2 separate regions of the Sus scrofa genome follow, and region 2 is linked to region 1. The links are chromatin contacts, called in public Hi-C maps. All regions are on one chromosome and are shown on one strand. The core of a region is the stretch at or near the end of the contact, and the rest is flanking DNA. Distances in the headings are between cores, read along the strand shown.

The links. Hi-C and Micro-C count contacts between places; a contact is called where the count stands out from the background.
Region 2: a contact with region 1 is called in a Hi-C map of omental adipose tissue, with 1.6 times the contacts expected there. The contact joins two enhancer-like sites. A contact is called at or near these places in 1 of 5 promoter capture datasets (liver), 12 of 47 Hi-C or Micro-C datasets (embryonic fibroblasts, fetal heart ventricle, heart right ventricle and 7 more) and 1 of 2 datasets of contacts at active chromatin or transcription factors (skeletal muscle).

The regions. Positions count from the first base shown.
Region 1 is chr14:106,841,042-106,845,829 of Sscrofa11.1, reverse strand. No RefSeq gene overlaps it. Among named protein-coding and RNA genes, the nearest start is that of PDLIM1, 50 kb to the right of the region's middle. Within about 2 kb of position 2,064, at least 1 of the 83 cell types and tissues checked has an H3K27ac peak or open chromatin away from gene starts, as enhancers often do. A contact at or near this core is called in omental adipose tissue, where this site is marked.
Region 2 is chr14:106,741,163-106,745,950 of Sscrofa11.1, reverse strand. It overlaps PDLIM1 (PDZ and LIM domain 1), which reads left to right. Exons shown (of 7, transcript NM_001315778.1): 6 at 711-828; 7 at 1,283-1,631. The coding sequence ends at 1,469. Among named protein-coding and RNA genes, the nearest start is that of PDLIM1, 50 kb to the left of the region's middle. Within about 2 kb of position 2,705, at least 6 of the 83 cell types and tissues checked have an H3K27ac peak or open chromatin away from gene starts, as enhancers often do. A contact at or near this core is called in omental adipose tissue, where this site is marked.

The DNA.
Region 1 (4,788 bases), core at 815-3,314:
TCAGAATTCTACTGTTAAGAACTTTCTCCTTCTTCCCTTCCTCCCTCTTTCATCTATCTGAGTGGACTTATGGATTCTTATTTTTTTCTAATAGTCCAAAATTCTCTATTATTCAATGTTTAAATTGTCCCATTTTTGGCCAATGGGATCCCTTTAAGCAGTCTTCCATGCTTTTGTAACATGTCCCTGAGACAAGAGGGTAAGGCACAGGACACTATAAAGGGCAGGCAAAGCTATTGGGATGGCAATAAAGATCAGCTGGAACCAGCTGAAATCAAGGTGGCTTTGAAAATAGCCTATCATTGACATTTGGCTCATTATACCTTCTTTATAAAACTAAAAATCACTCCTCCTCACACAAAGACAGTTCTGATAAGAACCAAAAAAAAAAAAAAAAAAAAAAAAAAAAGCCAAAAATTGGGCAGTGGCTCAATTCCTAGGAAATCCCCACCCTACGCCAAAGTAGTAAGAACATTTTTCTCATTAACCCCATTAGCCTATGGAGATTACATAACCCAAAAAAACCTATGACCCTATGCTCCAAGGCCACTCTCATTTTCTGAGAATATCTGCATTCTGCCTATGGGATGTGTGTTTCTCTGAATAAACCTGCTTTTCCTTTACTCTGACTGGCTGTTGAATTCTATCCTGCAGGAAGCTAAGTACCCTCCCTTGGTGGTCCATCCTAAGGACTCCTGCAGCTCCCAGGATGTGACATTTCCCTCTCCCGCCACAGCTTTTGTGGCAACCATCAGAGTACCTCAAGCAGCATAATCTTTTTTTGTCTTTTCTAGGGCCGCACCCACAGCATATGGAGGTTCCCAGGCTAGGGGTTGAACCGGAGCTACAGCTGCCGGCCTACACCACAGCCACAGCAATGCGGGATCCCAGCCCCATCTGTGACCTACACCACAGCTCACGGCAACGCCTGGTCTTTAACCCACTGAGTGGGGCCAGGGATAGAACCTGCAACCTCATGGTTCCTAGTTGGATTTGTCAACCACTGAGCCGTGATGAGAACTCCCAAGGAGTATAATCTTCACCAAGCCCCCATGAAGATCAAGTAGCCTCTTCGGTGACAGCTGATGCTGTCCACAGGATCTGGCAGAGACCAGCTCTCTAGCTGTGAAGGAGTCCACTGAGCCTGAGGCTTCTCTCTGCCGGCTCTCCTCTTTCTCGCTTTCTGGTTCCATTACTCTACCTCTTTGGACCCCCGAAGATTCATGAGACAACCACCTGGACCTCCAAATTAAGACCATGGTCAATAATTGGCCACTTAAGTTTCCCCACCGTGGCTCCTTGAGCCCAATTCACCCTCCCCACTCATTCCCAGTCTCATTCCATTTCTGGGACCCTGGAACAGTGTCCAGGGGCCCAGGTGGAAGGATATGGGAGACCTCCAGTAGATCTGAGGCCCTGGCCCTCCCTTTGTGCGCATGGCCTCATCGCACCCAGAGCAGAAGTCACATGTGGGCTCCTCCCTCATGCGGTCCTAGATTTATATTTCCTAGCTTAGTTCAGATTCACAAGATCCATCACTCTGGCTTTTCCCTTCCTCCTCTCAAATTCTTAGACTGTCTCTGGATCCTCCAGCCAGCCCTGTCTACTCAGCCAGCAAGTTGGGTGTTGCCTCTGTCTCAAGGCTGTACAGAGGTTTCCCTCTTTAGCCTGCCCTTTAGCTAAGTCCACAGAGGATTTTGTCCCCTTGGATGTTTGCTCTGATATTGTTTTGCTAAACATCCCAAGAGCACAGCCTGGAGGGAACTTTTTCCTTGTCTTACTATCATCACAGAACTTTGTGGCACTCCAACCCCACCCTTTGGGCTCCATCTACTTCGTTTTTTCTTTCACAGGGCAACGAAGATTATTTATTCCCTTAGCCTATTCTTGGCCTAGGTCTCCTCCCCACCTCTCTGAAGGGTTTAGGCCTTGGCATTCTGGTTTCTCCTGCTGGCTTGTATTCTTCTCCTGAACGAATTTGGGGGCCTTCTCGGGCTTCTGAACAGGTAGACTTTGGGAGCTCATGGGGATCTCACTGCTACCTTTGCCAAACAAACCCTTTCTGATGGCTGGATGGCCACAAGCCCAGTTTCTTCTGCTTAGTTGATTAAAAATCTCTTCTGCTTAATTCCCTACCCTCTAGTCAGGGGCAATCATGGATCGGGTCAATTATTTTTATCTTTTTAACTGCCAAGAGAAGTTGATTCTGCAACATCCACTTAAGGGGGTCCCATCCACTGAAGTCCTTAGCTGTACACTCCTTTATATTTTTGGGAGATCAAGGACACTGGGAGAGCACCAGAACTGATAACTACTATTTGGCCAGGGTCTGTCAGGCCCCTGTCTCATCATGACATCTGAACCAAACATGGGGGCGACTACAAGCACCCCAAAGGACTGCCCAATAGGATGTATATTGGCTAACTGGGGTAAACTTAGACAAGATGGATTAAAAAAAAGAGAAATTAGTTTTCTTTTGCAACATTGCATGGCCCCCATACAAACTAGGGAACTAAGGGATCTGGCCAGAAAATAATTGAATTACAATACCATCTTGCAGCTGGACCTATTTTGTAAAAAGGAAAGTAAATGGGAGGAAGTCTCACACATCCAACGTTCATGACCCTATTCTGAGATCCAGGTCTAGAAAACTCTTGCTGGGTGGGCCTGGATCACACCCCTTCAGTGTGACTTCTTTTCCCACAGAAGCCTGTTGTGTTTAGATGATCCCTTTATGAGTCCAGCTCCTCAAGGCCCACAACCCAGAACTCCCACTCCCCCACCCCCAAATTCTGAGGAAGGACATTCTTCCAGATCATCTACCCCTAGCACCCCACCTGGGCTGTTGGAAATCCACCACCTTCTCACCCCAGCCCTATCCTGTACCCTCTTTTTATTGAAAGTGAGTCCTGCCAGTAACACATGAAGCTGGGATCCCGACCAGCCTCCCAGTACTAAACTCTGTGTCTTAAGGGAAGTGCTGGCTGGCGACAGAAGAACAATCAGAGTCCATGTCCCTTTTCCTATGGCTGTGGAGGACCTAGCTACTTGCAAAGAGAATGTTTTTCTGAGGACTGTGGTTTGTTTGTAGAGGAATACACCAAGCTGACAATCTCCTATGAACTTCCTTGGGGGACCCACAAGTTCTCCTCTCCAAGGGCATAAAATCGACCTTACAGGGAGTGGGGTGCAATCACCAATCAAGACCACCACTGGGACTACCAACAGGAGATAGAGGGCTTGAACCCAAGAACCACATGATAACTTGCCTCATAGAAGGGATGAAGTGGTGTGTTGTTAAGCCTGTTAAATTTAACAAAATCAGAGAAGTGATACAGGGAAAGATGAGAAACTGCCCTCTTCCAGGGCTGCCTGGTTGAAGCCTTTAGAAGTCATACACCTATATTAATCCTGATACCACCAAAAGCCACATCCTTGTGAATATCCATTTTATCAATCTGCCCCAGATATCAGCAGGAAATTCCAGAAGGGATCTATGGGACCCCAAAGCCCCAAGAATCAGCTCATGGACTTGGCCTATGGAGTATTAACAATAGGACTGAGGAAGCACAAAGGATTCAGGGACAACAAAAGGCAGACTTAACCCCTGTACCTCCTCAGGGTTATACCCAATCCTGCACTCCTTGGGAAAGCCCATGGTAGGGCAGCATCTAGCAAATCTGGATCAGAGGCACTGTCCCACCAAGAAGGGACTTGTTTTAAGTGCTGTCTGGAGGATGAATGCCCACTATATGGAGAAAATCGGAGGTGAAAATGAGAGGGCCACTGGAAGAGGTACTGCCCCAGTTCCGAAGGGGAATTGGGGCTCCCAAACCAATGGAGGCCGAGTGGACTAAAGACTGAGGGGGCCGAGGACCCTCCCTGGACCCCAAAGGACACCTAGGCATTTTCCCAGAGGAGCCTTGGGTAACCCTTGATGTGGCAGGTAGCAAAGGTTTTCCTTAGATGGGGGGCTGCCTTCTCTTTGCTGACTGCTTTCTCTGGACCCTTGTCCATCTTGTCCTGTATAGCAATAGGGATCGATGGATGGCCCAGAGCCAACTGATTCCCCCACCTGCTTAGGTTCTTACTTGGAAATTTTACCTTTGCAGCCATTCTCTGCTCATACCAGAGTACCTCATCTTCCTGTTGGCAAGAGATTTGCTCAGCTCAAATCCAGACAAGAGATCAATTTGGAGACCCCCCAGGGGAAAACAGCTTCTCTTGGTCACGGGAGCCTCCCTTAGTCCCAAACCAGAGGAGCTCTTCCTCCCACCCCATATTGTTTCTCAAGTAAACCCCTCCATCCAGGACACCTGGGTTCCTGGCCAAGCTACTTATGTGCCCCCAGTTTAGATTTCACTGAAACCCACTTCTGATTGCCCGTGGAAAAAAAAACAATATCCCTTAAGACCAAGGCCCAGTGAGGTATCCAGGCTTTAATAACCAAGTTCTTAAAATGTGGGCTGTTACTACCCTGCCAATTTCCATGAAATACACTGGTTCTGCCCATTAAAAAGTGAAAGTGGAGAGCACAGATTTTTTCAAGACCTGAAGGCAGTTAGTGAAGCAGTACTTCCAGTTCCTGATAGTCCCTAATGCATATAACATACTGACCCAAGTCCCAGAGAATGCAAATTGGCCACAGAACTAGACTTTAAGGATGCCTTTTTCTTTTTGTCTTTTCTAGGGCCGCTCCTGCAGCATATGGAGGTTCCCAGGCTAGGGATTCAATCAGAGCTGTAGCCACCGGCCTACGCCAGAGCCACAGCAAAGCGGGATCCAAGC
Region 2 (4,788 bases), core at 1,456-3,955, 100 kb after region 1:
TCCTTAACCCACTGATCGAGGCCAGGGATCAAACCCACAACCTCATGGCTCCTAGTCAGATTTGTTTCCTCTGTGCCATGATGGGAACTCCAGTAGCTTACCACTATTAATAACTACCATGACATAGGGCTCTGCACATGTGATGAACTAGGCTGTAGGCAGTTGGTGTGCAGCAACTAGAGCTTATTTTGTTTACAGAAAGCTCACTGCAGGGAGGTTTCTGGCTCTGCCCTGTAGCAGGTGGTTTTTAACTGGCTGCTTGTAGCATGCTCTACTATAATTTTGTTCTTGGATGTGGGTTTCTTTTGGCATCTAATGACACTGCCTTTTGATTATCAGGTGTTTTACTTATATGTATTCCATCTAGTAAAGCATTTTGAAGTTCCCCTATCAGTGTTTGCACATATTTAATCAGCATGTAATGTAATTTGTATCTTGGGGGCCAGCTGTGTGCCAGGTACTGTAGGAGGGCTTTATGTGCCTTTGCAAATCTTTTTTTCTACCACTGTGAAGGGAAAATGATCTGTGTTATAGAAAAGAAAACTGTGGACCACAGAAGTTAAGTAACTTGCCTAGAATCGCACAGCAGAGTCAGTTCTGTTTGACTCCGGTGCCTGCGACCTTGCTGGAATAAGTGACCCTGAAAGAGCTAAATGATACTTATGCAATCTTTCCCTTCCTGACCAACCCAAATGTTTTTCTCATTTTAGGGGATCCCAACAAGCCCTCAGGATTCAGAAGTGTTAAGGCTCCAGTCACCAAAGTGGCTGCATCGATTGGCAATGCCCAGAAGTTGCCCATGTGTGACAAATGTGGCACTGGCATTGTGTGAGTACCTCCCTTTCCCAGGTATCTGAGGCCCTGCAGGTTAGGTAAACCATGGAAATGCAGAACGTGCTGGATGTTGCACATTTGGGGTGTGATGGAGAGAAAAATCCTGCCTGGAAATGGAGCAGAGAGGCCAAGGGGGTCCTATGTCCCAGAGCCAGGTGGTGAAGGCTTTCTTTGGCCGTGGAAACTCTTAGGGTGTGAACATATAAAACCAGAAAAAGCAAGGCTGCTCTGTTGAAGTGGGAAGGACTTCCAGAGGCTTCAGGGGTAATCTCTCTGGACCCCAGGGATGAGAAGCCCCTTCATGCCTGGAGGCCGGTTGGGAGGCCCTGATCTGCCCTTTGATGGCACAGTCCTTTGATGGTTCCCCTGGGAGGAGTCCCCAGCCTGGTGCCACCTTCAGGTGCTGGTCACTAACGGAGCCCCTTTCCTTCCCCCCACACCCCCGCAGTGGCGTGTTTGTGAAACTGCGGGACCGTCACCGCCACCCTGAGTGTTACGTGTGCACCGACTGTGGCACCAACCTGAAACAGAAGGGCCATTTCTTTGTGGAGGATCAGATCTACTGTGAAAAGCACGCCCGGGAGCGGGTCATTCCACCCGAGGGCTACGACGTGGTCACTGTGTTTCCCAAGTGAGCCGGCAGCTTGGCACCAAACGTTTCTCCTACGAGTCCCTGGTGGCGTCTTGTTCTCTGAAAGCTGGGGCCTCTATCTTCTTGAAAGTGCTCGTTTACTTCAGTTTGATTTCTGCTCATTAAATGTCACATCCCCTCTGCTAACTGACTCACACTGGCTGTGTGATGCCCGCCTTTATAATTAACAGAAGATGGTTCTGCTCAGTGTCCCCTTGCCAGCGGCACTGTGTCTCCTCTTCACCTCCATTCATCTCTGCTGCAAATGGACATCTGCCAAAGTTGAACCAGCTGAATTTAGTATGTCTGACAATGATTTCATATTTACTCAATAAATTAATAGACTCCAAGGCAGTGTGATGTCTCTTTCATCATGTGACATGGATCCTATTTCCTGTTTCAAGCCAGATGAGATTTCTAAGGCCTCTCCTCTTGATTTGAGGTTCCCAATCCTCTGAGATTTGCAGACCTTCTCGTCCGGGTGTGAGAAAACTGGTATCTGAACCAGCTTTGGTCTTATATTTATTTGAAGCTTACTCCAAATTATCTTTCTCTGATGCTAATAAAAGCTAGTTATGGAGTGTCCTTGTGGCACAGTGGGTTAAGGATTTGGTATTGGCCACTGCAGCGGCTCGGGTCCCTGCCGTGGCTCTGCTTTGATCCCTGGCCTGGAAACTTCTGCATGCTGTGGACATGGCCACCCAATAGAAAAAGATAGGTTTTTTTTTTTTTTTTTGGTCTTTTTTTCTTAGGGCCGCACACACAGCATATGGAGGTTCCCAAGCGAGGGATCAATTCGGAGCTGTAGCCACTGGCCTATGCCACAGCCACAGCAATGTAGGATCCGAGCTGCATCTGCAAACTACACCACAGCTCAGGGCAATGCCAGATCCTTAACCACTGAGTAAGGCCAGAGATTGAACCCATGTCCTCATGGGTGCTAGTTTGGTTCTTTAACCACTGAGCCACGACAGGAACTGCCAGGATAGTTATGTTATAATGAAATGCTGTTTTTGCATCTGGCTGTTTTGGGACTTATCTGAGGAAGTGAATCCTTTTCAGATAATAGATGGGTAGCTTTATGAGTTGGCCTTAAAATTCTCCCTAGTAAGTTCTTCCCCAGGCTGGTTTGCTGCCATTACAACCCCTCTCCTTTGTGATGGGAAATAACACAGGAACATAGTCAGCAGCCCTAAACCTGCAGTTTGCTCAGGGAAATGGCAAATGCTTTCTCCTCACAGAAGAAACGGGGAACCCTGGCCTTGAAGGGGCCTTGGGTAAGAGATCTGAAGTCACCACAGGTCATATGTTGGTGCCTAACCACTAATGGAGTCTTTTGCTCAAACAGTGGCACCCCAGTCACTCTAGAGACAGACGGGTCTCTTCATCAACTCTTCTTCCTCCAAAAGATCAAATCAGCTACCCTTAACCAAGGTTCACCACATAGGTAATAGCTAATACCCTTCATTGAGGAAAGGACTGGCTTGTCAGTGTTGAGTGGTAAGGATTCTAGTTAGATGGCAACGCTAGGATTTCACACTGCAGATCCCTGAAACTTGGACATGCCACAGCCAGTTTAGACCCAAGCACTTCTAATCTGCCAAACCTGAAGCAAAACATTCAGACAGAAACTTACCTTCATATGAAAGCTCTTGGTTTTCTTTCTTTCTTTCTTTCTTTTTTTTTTTTCAATTCATTAATCTTTAAACTCTTAAGTTTATAAAAGGCAAGGTGGCTAAAGCTTCACAGTTTGGGCAAATCAACATAAAACGAAAGCTCTCTGAACCACAGCAATTTTTTTCCCCTGATACATTTACAAATACGGTAACAACTGTGATTGGCATTTATTGATTGGAAGGGGATGAATGGGTAATAAATTCTTAGAACTTTCTCCAGCCCCTTTCCTCAGATAATGTGCTAAATGTCTTTTCTCGTTCAACAACAGTATTACTGCTGAGGAATGGGTCTTACATAGAGGGTGCCTCCCTTCCAGGGAAGTCCAGATACCAGGGTGTCAAGTTACTACTAAGGCTGTTACCCACAGCCTCCGAGGTAATCCATTTCCTAACTGAATGAAACAGGATATCAGTCAGCACTACAATCCTAAGTGCCAGTTGTGTTTTGTAGCCAAGAACTCCTCTTTTCCTCCAGCCTTTGGTTTATAAAATTATTTCCTGCCAAGAGCAGATTAAGATTTGGCTCATTTCTTTTTTTCTTTGCTTTCTTTTTTTTTTTTTTTTTTTTTTTTTTGGTATTTTTGCCATTCCCTGGGCCGCTCTTGCAGCATATGGAGGTTCCCAGGCTAGGGGTCAGATCAGAGCCATAGCTGCTGGCCACAGCCACAGCCACAGCCACGCTGGATCCTTAACTCACTGAGCAAGGCCAGGGATCGAACCTGCAACTTCATGGTTCCTATTCGGATTCCTTAACCACTGAGCCACGAAGGGAACTCCAGATTTGGCTCATTTCTTGTGCTTCATGGCTACCATAGTTATCTGATTTTATGTTTTTGTCATGCTTACTCTAAAATGAAGGCAAAATGGAAGGAATGAGCTGACCTGCATCATTCTTTAATGGCTAAACTTTTGGACAACTTCCTGAAGAGGAAAAGACAGCCAGAATTACAGACTTTGATGCAGTGATTCCCTTTGATTTGGAATGCTCTTCTTCCACTTCTTGATTTAGTTAGCGTCAGTAGTCTTTCAGGATAAAGCCCCAGTGTCACTCTTCTAGACAGGCACCTCTAATGGCCCACCCTCCCTAGGGTCAGCTATGCTTCTGTATCCAGGCCATACCTGGAACACAGTGCATAAGACACTAAGCATAGGCTCCTGAAAGGAATGAGGCCCCCCTAAGTTAAGATTCTTATCTGAGAAAGATACACATCTGAGGAAGAATTTCAAGGACCTCAGATTCTTGCATCTTCCCATTCATAGGTAAGCACCAAAATCATTAACTCAGTATTTTTTGTGGGTTTTTTTTTTATACTAAGTAATTTTTTTTTACCAAGATACATGCTTGACTACATGTATTTCCCAACCAAAAGATTCATATATATTTATATATGCTCCTCCCCTGCCTCTATGGAGAAGTTTCTCAGAGCTGTCTGAGAGGCTGTCTTCCAGGTTACAGTTCTCAATAAGACACTGAATAACACCCAACTCACAGCTCTTATGTTGTGTTTTATTTTTTTTTTCAATTGACAACTTTTAGAAACCTTAATTTCTAGTGAAAATGAAGAAGTAAGCAATTATGAACTTTTACGTTAACATTCTGTGGAATGGCAAACATTTCTAAAAAAACAAGTGGTTGCTTATAGAAAA